Linked DNA regions of Mus musculus: regions 2 and 3 are each linked to region 1. A link is a contact called in public promoter capture Hi-C data. All regions are on one chromosome and are shown on one strand. The core of a region is the stretch at or near the end of the contact, and the rest is flanking DNA. Distances in the headings are between cores, read along the strand shown. Region 1 holds the start of Ppp6r1 (protein phosphatase 6, regulatory subunit 1). Region 2 holds the start of Gtf2h1 (general transcription factor II H, polypeptide 1). Region 3 holds the start of Arhgap33 (Rho GTPase activating protein 33).

Evidence for each region. Promoter capture Hi-C pulls out the DNA fragments that hold promoters and counts their contacts.
Region 2: a promoter capture Hi-C map of pre-B cells shows a contact between it and region 1. The contact joins the promoter of Gtf2h1 here to the promoter of Ppp6r1 in region 1. A contact is called at or near these places in 3 of 39 promoter capture datasets (cranial neural crest, frontonasal cranial neural crest and pre-B cells).
Region 3: a promoter capture Hi-C map of pre-B cells shows a contact between it and region 1. The contact joins the promoter of Arhgap33 here to the promoter of Ppp6r1 in region 1. A contact is called at or near these places in 3 of 39 promoter capture datasets (cranial neural crest, frontonasal cranial neural crest and pre-B cells).

The regions. Positions count from the first base shown.
Region 1 is chr7:4,657,623-4,660,231 of GRCm38.p6, reverse strand. It overlaps Ppp6r1 (protein phosphatase 6, regulatory subunit 1), which reads left to right and starts at 1,282. Exons shown (of 24, transcript NM_172894.2): 1 at 1,282-1,751.
Region 2 is chr7:46,794,786-46,797,394 of GRCm38.p6, reverse strand. Gtf2h1 (general transcription factor II H, polypeptide 1) reads right to left here and starts at 1,301. Exons shown (of 15, transcript NM_008186.4): 1 at 1,107-1,301. Hps5 (HPS5, biogenesis of lysosomal organelles complex 2 subunit 2) reads left to right here and starts at 1,514. Exons shown (of 23, transcript NM_001005247.2): 1 at 1,514-1,967.
Region 3 is chr7:30,533,778-30,536,386 of GRCm38.p6, reverse strand. Arhgap33 (Rho GTPase activating protein 33) reads left to right here and starts at 1,327. Exons shown (of 22, transcript NM_178252.3): 1 at 1,327-1,461; 2 at 2,175-2,284. The coding sequence starts at 2,207.

The DNA.
Region 1 (2,609 bases), core at 33-2,532:
GTGGGTATTGGGATCGAATTTTAAGTTGAGCCAGGTTATGGGCTTGCACAGCAGCCACCTTTGCCCATGAAGCCAGCTCGACATCCTTGAAGTTTTGTGTGAAAGTTAATCTTCATTGCCAAGTTGGCAGGATTTAGAATCACCATGGAAACACATCTCCAGTGTGTGTATGAGTTTCCAGAAAGGTCTAACTGGGGAGAGAAGACCCATCCTGGAATTGGGGGTGGGGTGGGGGGGGGGGGCAGGCTGAACTTAAAGGAGACAGGGAGCAGAGCTAGTGTTCACTTTTAATATGAAGGTGCTCTCTTACACAGAACTCAGTTGATACAAGATCGAACAAAAATTAAAAGCAGCACAGCCCAGGAGAGACAAGACGAAAAAAATTACTGACAGGTGTTAATCTGTGCAAGTCCATTAAAGCCATTTGAGAAGGGGTGGAGAAAAATATCTACATCCCTTGAAAGTCAAAATAATGACTGACGTGAAATGTCCCCGAAATATAAAGTCCTAATCTGCTGTTTTAAAAAAGGAAAACTAATGTTTCTTACATGCATTTATCTAGTCCTTACAGCTGACCTCTAAAACGGGCACGAAGGAGCAGGGGATGAAAGTTGGGGTAAACCGAGGCTCAGCGCTAGAAAAGGCCCTTTAGTGACTGAATCCCGGCGTTAAGGGGTTCCTCCCGGTTGTTACAAGAGGAGGCTTTGTGCAGCAACTGGCAACAGTAGACGCGGCTTGGGCAAATGCCTGAGTAGGAGGTCAGCCAGAAAACCTCGGCAGACGCTTAGGCATCCGGGACGAACCCGACTGAACAAAAGCAACCAGCTTCGCGTGAGGACGAAAAGTTGGAATGGATTTCTTAGGAGTTGACTCGAGTCAAAGAAATATGGTTGAAGGAGTCGGAATAACAATCGGATTTCCGAAGGTAGCTTTCAGGGCGAAAGATCCTAGAACCGAATATTCAGCGGATTTTGGAATGTAGTCACAGAAAACGGGGTTCTGGCTGCAGCAGCGCCTGCGCACTGGGCCCTCTAGGTTTATTCAGGGAGAGAACATTGGCAACCGTGGGCACGGACAGCCGCGGAGTTCCGGAGTGGGCGGGTTCTGGGCGCCAGCGCTCACCGCGCACGCGCCTCGCCAGGCCGACCTAGCGGCCTCTCGCGCACCTGCGCACGGAGAGCGACCACGAGAGGGCGGAGCCTGTCTTCTTGCGTCCTCCCGCGCTCGGGGCATTGTGGGACAGTGGCGGAGGTAGCCCTGCGTCGGAGGCCTTAAGGTGGACGGCTGGGGCCGGGGAGACCCAGCCGCTTCGGGTGACAGTAAAGCCGAGGGGACGGGCGTCGGCTCTCGGTGCAATTCTGCACCCGTCGGGCTGCGGAGGCTTCTTTTTCCTGTCCCGCGGGTGCCGGCGTGTCAGTGTGTAACCCGCGGCGACTTCCCCCGTCGCCCTGCTTCGGAGGCGCCTGCGCGGGCCTCGCGTCGGCCACGGAGCTCTGCGGTGGAACGAGTGCGCCTACTTTTTCGCGACGACCCGAACTCGTCGAAGCTCGGTGGTGAGGCAGGGGATTCCCTGTGACTGGAGGGCGCTTGCGCGGGTTCGCGAGCTCCGGCCCGGGCGCCTGCGCGAGCCCACCGGCGCCGCCCCCGCCCCTCTTAGCCGGCCCCTCGACAGGGCCGGAGCCGCCGGCGGCGGGGCGGCAGGGGCGCCCCGATGAGCCCCGAGTGCGAGGAGCCGCCGCCCCCCCGCGCAGGTGAGCCCCGCAGCTGCCTTCCCGGGCGTGCGCCTTCTAATCCGGAGTCTTTTCCTCAAATCTCCCTGAGCGCCCCTGAGTCTCTTAGTATCCTCCCTTTCACTCCCTAAGTCTTTTAGCCACTTGCCAGTATCATCAAGTCTATTTCCTGTCGCCGGGCCTGTGTCTACTTCGCTGTCATTCCCAGCCCGTCTTCCTCGTCTATTGGGGACCCTCTCTAAGTCTCTTAGACTCTTCTCCCCGCAGCCCCCAGCCCCCATCTCTTCCCACTGGGATCTACATCACCTCCACCTATCATTCTGACTCAGCTCTCTTGGGATTTGGGCCCACTCCCCTGTCCCCCCTGTCGTAGTCTTCCTCCTCTAGGGTGCCTTTCTCTTTCCTTCCTCTTGCCTGCTCTTTTGTGCTCACCTCTGTGTCTACCTACTCTTTTCACTCTCACCAGCCTTCGTGGACTCTTGACCTTTTTGTTTCTCACCCTCTGCTCAGGAAGGCAAGGTTAAACAGGTCTTTTCCTTCGCCTTGGCTGTGGCTGTCCTGTCCCTGTTTGTCCCTAGTTTCCTGTGGTGAGGAGGCACTTTGGAACCACTGTTTGGTGCGCTACTGGGTATTCTGTGAGATGAGGCCCATTGAGGGCAGAACTTGGTTGCTGGGTCCAGGAGGGAGTGGTCAGTGGAAGTCCCTGGTACTTTTATCTACTCAGGGAGCCAAAGGCAGAGCTGGACAGTCACAATTACTGTGTGTTGTGATGGTGGTAACCCAGGGTGCTGTGGCAGCAGGCCGCAGAGTGGGAGAGACTGGTGAGACCGGCCGGATGGGTGACTTTTCTGTCGAGGAAGGCTGAGTGGGAGTTAACAG
Region 2 (2,609 bases), core at 52-2,551, about 42 Mb before region 1:
GTGTGGGAAATGGAGGGTCAGGAGAGGAAGGAAAGGAAGTCACAAGGCTAGATATTGAGAATATTGATTGGAGCCAAGCCCTTAGTGTGCTTCAAGCCAGTTTTCTGTACCCAGGCCTGCATGCTTACCAAGCAATTTACATTGGGCTCTACCTACAGTCCTGTTTTTTTTTTTTGCCAGTTCTGGAAATGAAACCCAGGATCTTACAGGTGCCTAGCAAGAACTCTTAGCTTTAAGCTGCATTCCTAACTCAGAAACCTGTTTTACCATATTTTAAACTGGTGTCTTTAAATGGACAACATCAAAAGACAGAAAGCCAAACCAACCAAACAAAAGCCAACAACGAAGAACAAAAACAAGCAAACAAAAATCCCAAATTAAACTGTGTATACGTTGAGGACACAACTTCCGGAGATCGGTTCTCCCTCCACCACGTGGGTCCCAGAGATGGAACTCAGGTTTGGCAGCAAGCACCTTTACCAGTTGAGCCATTTCACTGTAGCCCTGGGCATACGTTTTAACATCTTTTCCCCACCCTTGTTTTGCAGATGGTAAAATAGACATGTGAGGTCAACTTCACATGAATTTAGTTTCTAAGAACACTGGAGAATTTATAAAAATAATCACATACTTCCATGTATTGATGGTTCACTTTACACTACATGACTGTCAAACTGGTCATAGCTAGAACTGGGTGCGTGGCTCAAGTTTTAATAACAGTTTGAAGAGCAGGATGACAGGTGGAAGCAAGAAGGCACGAGGACACCAAGGTTAGAGGACTTCTTTAACAGGAAAAGAAAGCCTCTCCCGGGCAGGCTCCCTAACGGGAAGGGCCTCGGTGTCTCGGAGAAGCCTCACTTCCTTCGTTCTCAGGTGAGTCTGATCCTTCCAGTCCCTCCCAGCGGAAGAACCTAATGCCTTCGGGCAGTAGATTAAGGGTCAGGGCACCTCCTTCCCATTCCGGGAGAAGAAAGGCAAACCACACAGCCAGCCTGTAGTGTCGTGGAGACGACTACAGCGAAGGGCTCGATCCGCCTGGCCCCGCGCCCCCGGGGCCTGTCAGACCCTCCACGCCCGCCCAACCCCATTCTTCGGTCTCAACTTACCAGGTGGGAGCTACGGTCTCTGGTCTGGGGCGCGGGAAGCGCGTCCCGTCGGATCTGCCTCCGCCGCGCTTCTCACAGCCGCTGCACGGAGGAGGCTGAACCCCTGCGGCCGCAGCCGTCGCCACCGCCTCTGTTGCCGGGGGGTCTCGCCTCCATCGCTGGCTGCGAGGGCGCTGAGGGCACGTGACCGGAAACGCCGGGGCGGGCCTCCGGAGCACGTGACCACCACCGCGGCCGCCATGACACCTTCCGCTAGCTCCCGCCCTCCCCCACCGATTCCCGCCTGTTTCGCTTCTCCTCCTCCGGTCTCGAGCGGCGGAGAGTTTCGGGGATTCGGCTTGGCTCGCCTTTCTCCCTAGAGAGCATCCGGTCCGGCTCCGTGGTGCGTCGTCGGCCCGAGGCGGCTCCCAGACTGCAGGCCGCAGGGAGCGGAATCGCGACCCGCGGCTGGAGGGGGAGGGAGCACGCGCGGGGAGGGGCGTGATCGTCACGTGACGAGGAAGTGCCGTTAACAGCGCTTTCCTCCGGTCCCTGGCGCCCCTGGATGACGTTGCCAGGGAGGGGGCGGGGTGACAGGGTGTGTGAGGTTCAGGTTCCGCTGTCAAGGGGTGTTGAGTGTCTGTGGAGCCTGCTCGGTGAAAGCGATCGCTGGTCTCTGGGGGGGGCGGAACTCGGCCCGCTAGTCAGCCTGAGGTTCTGTGAACCTGGCTTGGAAAACCTGCTTCCTGGACTTCTCCAGAGTGACAGCTGCGGTTTAAAGTCATAAAAGTTAGCTGTGATTGACGGGAGCTCCTTGTGGTCAGGGACTTGGTCTGCTGCGCATCCTTCATCTCCAGCAGCGCCTCCAGGGCCTAGAACACGGTAGGCACTTAGAACGTTGAATGAATGAATGCATGCAAGCATGAGCGAGTCGTTAAGTTTTCTGAGGTAGAGTTTCCTGATCATTATTGGATAAGGAAGTTCCTATTGTGGAAATAAAGTCTATTAACTCCCCTTTGCATAATTTCTTCAATCGTTGTTACTTTGCGTCTTTCGAGCCTTTCCTTCCACGCACCTTGTGGGATTAGATACACCATGGTTTGCTTTGGCTTTGTGAGCAGCAATCACTGTCTACCACTCTTGAATTATAAAAATAATCTTGGGAAGTGAGAAAGATGTTTCGATCTCACATAAATTCTACTTTCATTTATTATTGGGGGAGAAGGTGGCATGGCACCGCAGTTTTTTTGTTTGTTTGTTTTGTTTCTGTTTTTTTTGTTTGTTTGTTTTGTTTCTGTTTTTTTGTTTTGTTTTGTTTTGTTTTCTCGAGACAGGGTTTCTCTGTGTAGCCCCGGCTGTCCTGGGACTCACTCTATATACTTGACTGGCCTGGAACTCAGAAATCTGCCTGTCTCTGCCTCCCAAGTGCTGGAATTAAAGGTGTGCTCCACCACTGCCCGGTTGACACCTCAGCTTTTTGTAATTGGTTCTCTCCTATCTTTCTGTGAGTTCTTGGGCCCCTGG
Region 3 (2,609 bases), core at 78-2,577, about 26 Mb before region 1:
ACTCATTACACTTATTCCCTCCCCCCACCCAGCACTTTCCATATTTCGCCATCCCAACTAGCTTTTCTCTCGGATGATACATATTTATATTTATTTTGTTCATTATCTTCCCCCATCAGCCTTTGATTTGGAGGTTTTAAATTTTTTTATTTAATGCATACAGGTATTTTGCCTGTGTATATGTTGGGGGTTCCATGTGTGCCTAGTGCCCACAGAGAGCATCTTCTGGACATCTTGGAGCTGTAGCTGGTGAACAGTCATGTGGGTGCTTGGAACAGGGAGTAGAAATCTGAGGACTCTGGAAGAGTAGTCAGTGCTAACTGCTGAGCCATCTCTCCAGTCCCTAATTTGGTTTGTTTGAGACAGATTTTCACTATGCAGCTCAAGCTGGCCTCAAATTCATGATTCTCCTGCACCCACTTTTCCAGTGCTGAGATTACAAACCGAAATCACCTAGTTCATACTAGCCTTTGAGCTTCCATATGGGTAAGGCTGTATTTTTTTTTTTTTTGATTATTGGTATATCCCCGAATTAAATAATCAAAGTCTTTAAAAGCCTGGACCGGGAGCGTGCTACCGAAACGAGAGGCCTGCTCAGGTCCAGATCAGTGAAAGCATCCTTCCGGAAAGGGTGTGGCTGCAATGCTTTCTAGGCACTTCTCTATCGTTTAAAAAAAGAAAAAAGACTGCACCTGGCTTTCTGAGAGGCATGAATGTCATAGCATTCCATACAGAAGCTTTTCCTAGAAAAAGATGTCAAAGGCTAGCCTCAAATAAGCGAATATAGGGAAACAAGGAAAGATGTCCAGTGAATAGGGGGAGGCCAAGTCGCACAGAGCCTAGGGTGGGGACACAGCGGGGTGTGCGAGATCAAAAAGCTTGTGGGCGGGGTCAGGATCAGGACTGACAGCGTGGGGACTGGAGGACCCGCATTTCGAAAAGGCTGCTTGTGGGGGATAGTCGTAGGCGAACCCAATGAAGCACGTCCGAGGAGCGACCGCGGGAGGAAAGGGCAGGCTGCTTAAGGAGAGAAGTGGCGGCAGCGGAGCATAAAGAATACAGGGTTTTATCTCAGGAGGGCCCTGACAGCCAATGCCAACCATCCATGGGCGTGGCGCTGTCAAACTTCGGGGGGTGGGACTGGAGAGACGGGGCGGGGATGGGGGCGGGAAGTAGAGCAGCACTCAAAGCCAATAAGCAGCCGCCTTGTGGGCGGGGCGTAGCCCTCAGGCCAAAACTGGAGCCAATGAGAAGGGCCTCCGCGTGCCCGCTGGCCCGCCCCTCATGGGGCGCGCGCCAGAGACCCCCCCGGCAGCCGTTAGGGGAGGAGCCTGCGACCGCCCGCGCGCGCCTCACGCCCTCCCCTTTGTGTCACCATGGCGGCGGAGGCGGCGGTGGCGAGGACTGCGAACGAGGGCTCGAAAGCCGCCGGGGTCTGAGGAGGCTACCGCGACCATGGTGGTGAGGGGCCCTCGGGGCCATCAGTCTGTGTGTCCGCGTGCCAGTCTGTCCGCGCGGCCCCGCCCTGCGCGCCCCGCCCCCGGCCCCGCCCGAGCCCGCGGCCTGCGCGCCGCCCCTCACCCTTCCTCGCGGTCCCCTACGGTCTCCACCTCGGTGCGGTCCTGGGTCGCGGCCCGGGCCTCGACCCCGCCCCCTCAGCGCACATTTCCTCCCTCCCCCTTCTGGGCCCTGAAAAAGGGGTGACAGTGGCGGAGGATCCGGACTTGAGAAAAGGGGGCTGGTTCAGGGAAGGACCCGCGCGCCCCATGAGGGCTTCCCCCCTGCAGGCGTCTGCCGAGGCTCCCTGGAAACCAGCCCCCACTCCAGCGCCCTCCTCAGCATCCTCATCCCCAGTCACCCTCCCGACCACCACCTCCTGCTCCCAACAGCCCCTTTCTCATTCCTGAGCCCCACCCCCATCTCACTCCATCCCCTGCCTGACCCTTTTCTTCTTCATTTTCATCCCACGCCACGCGCTCTCAATCCCTCCACCGACATCGATCTGAACCTTTATCGAAGTCTCTCCCGCCGCTTCCCGATCCTTACTCGAGGCCAACATCGCGCCTCCCGCCTCCGTTCCACTTGAGCCTTGGGGCTTCTCCATCTCCTTGTCTTCATCTCCCCTCCTCCATACTGCTCCCGCTCATTCATCCATTCATTCCCTCACTCCACAGACATTCACTGAGACCTCCTCTGTGCAGGCCCCATGCTCCAGGCACAGAAACAGTCAGATCCCATCCTGCCTTGGGGAGCTTCATGGGCTGGCAGGGGACAGACTCTGAGGGTGAGACCCAGGGATGAACTTGGGGTTGCAGGGACACGGAGGAGGGAAAAAGCCCAGTCTAGCAAATCCCCGAATCCCCATCTGGCAGCTGGTTATTTTATTCATCAGAGTTGCCCAGTCTATGCCGTGCAACTGGATTGGCACTGCGTGTCAGGGACCCAGAGAAGAATCATACATACAGTACTAACTCTGTGCTGATCTCTGTTGGGCATTGGCGGGGGTGGGGGTGAGGGTGTCAGCCTGGGGCCCTATTTCCAAAGGGAGAGATGAGTTCCTTGCAGGAAGCATCTCAGAGTGAGATGGATAAGCTCAGGTATAGTTGTGT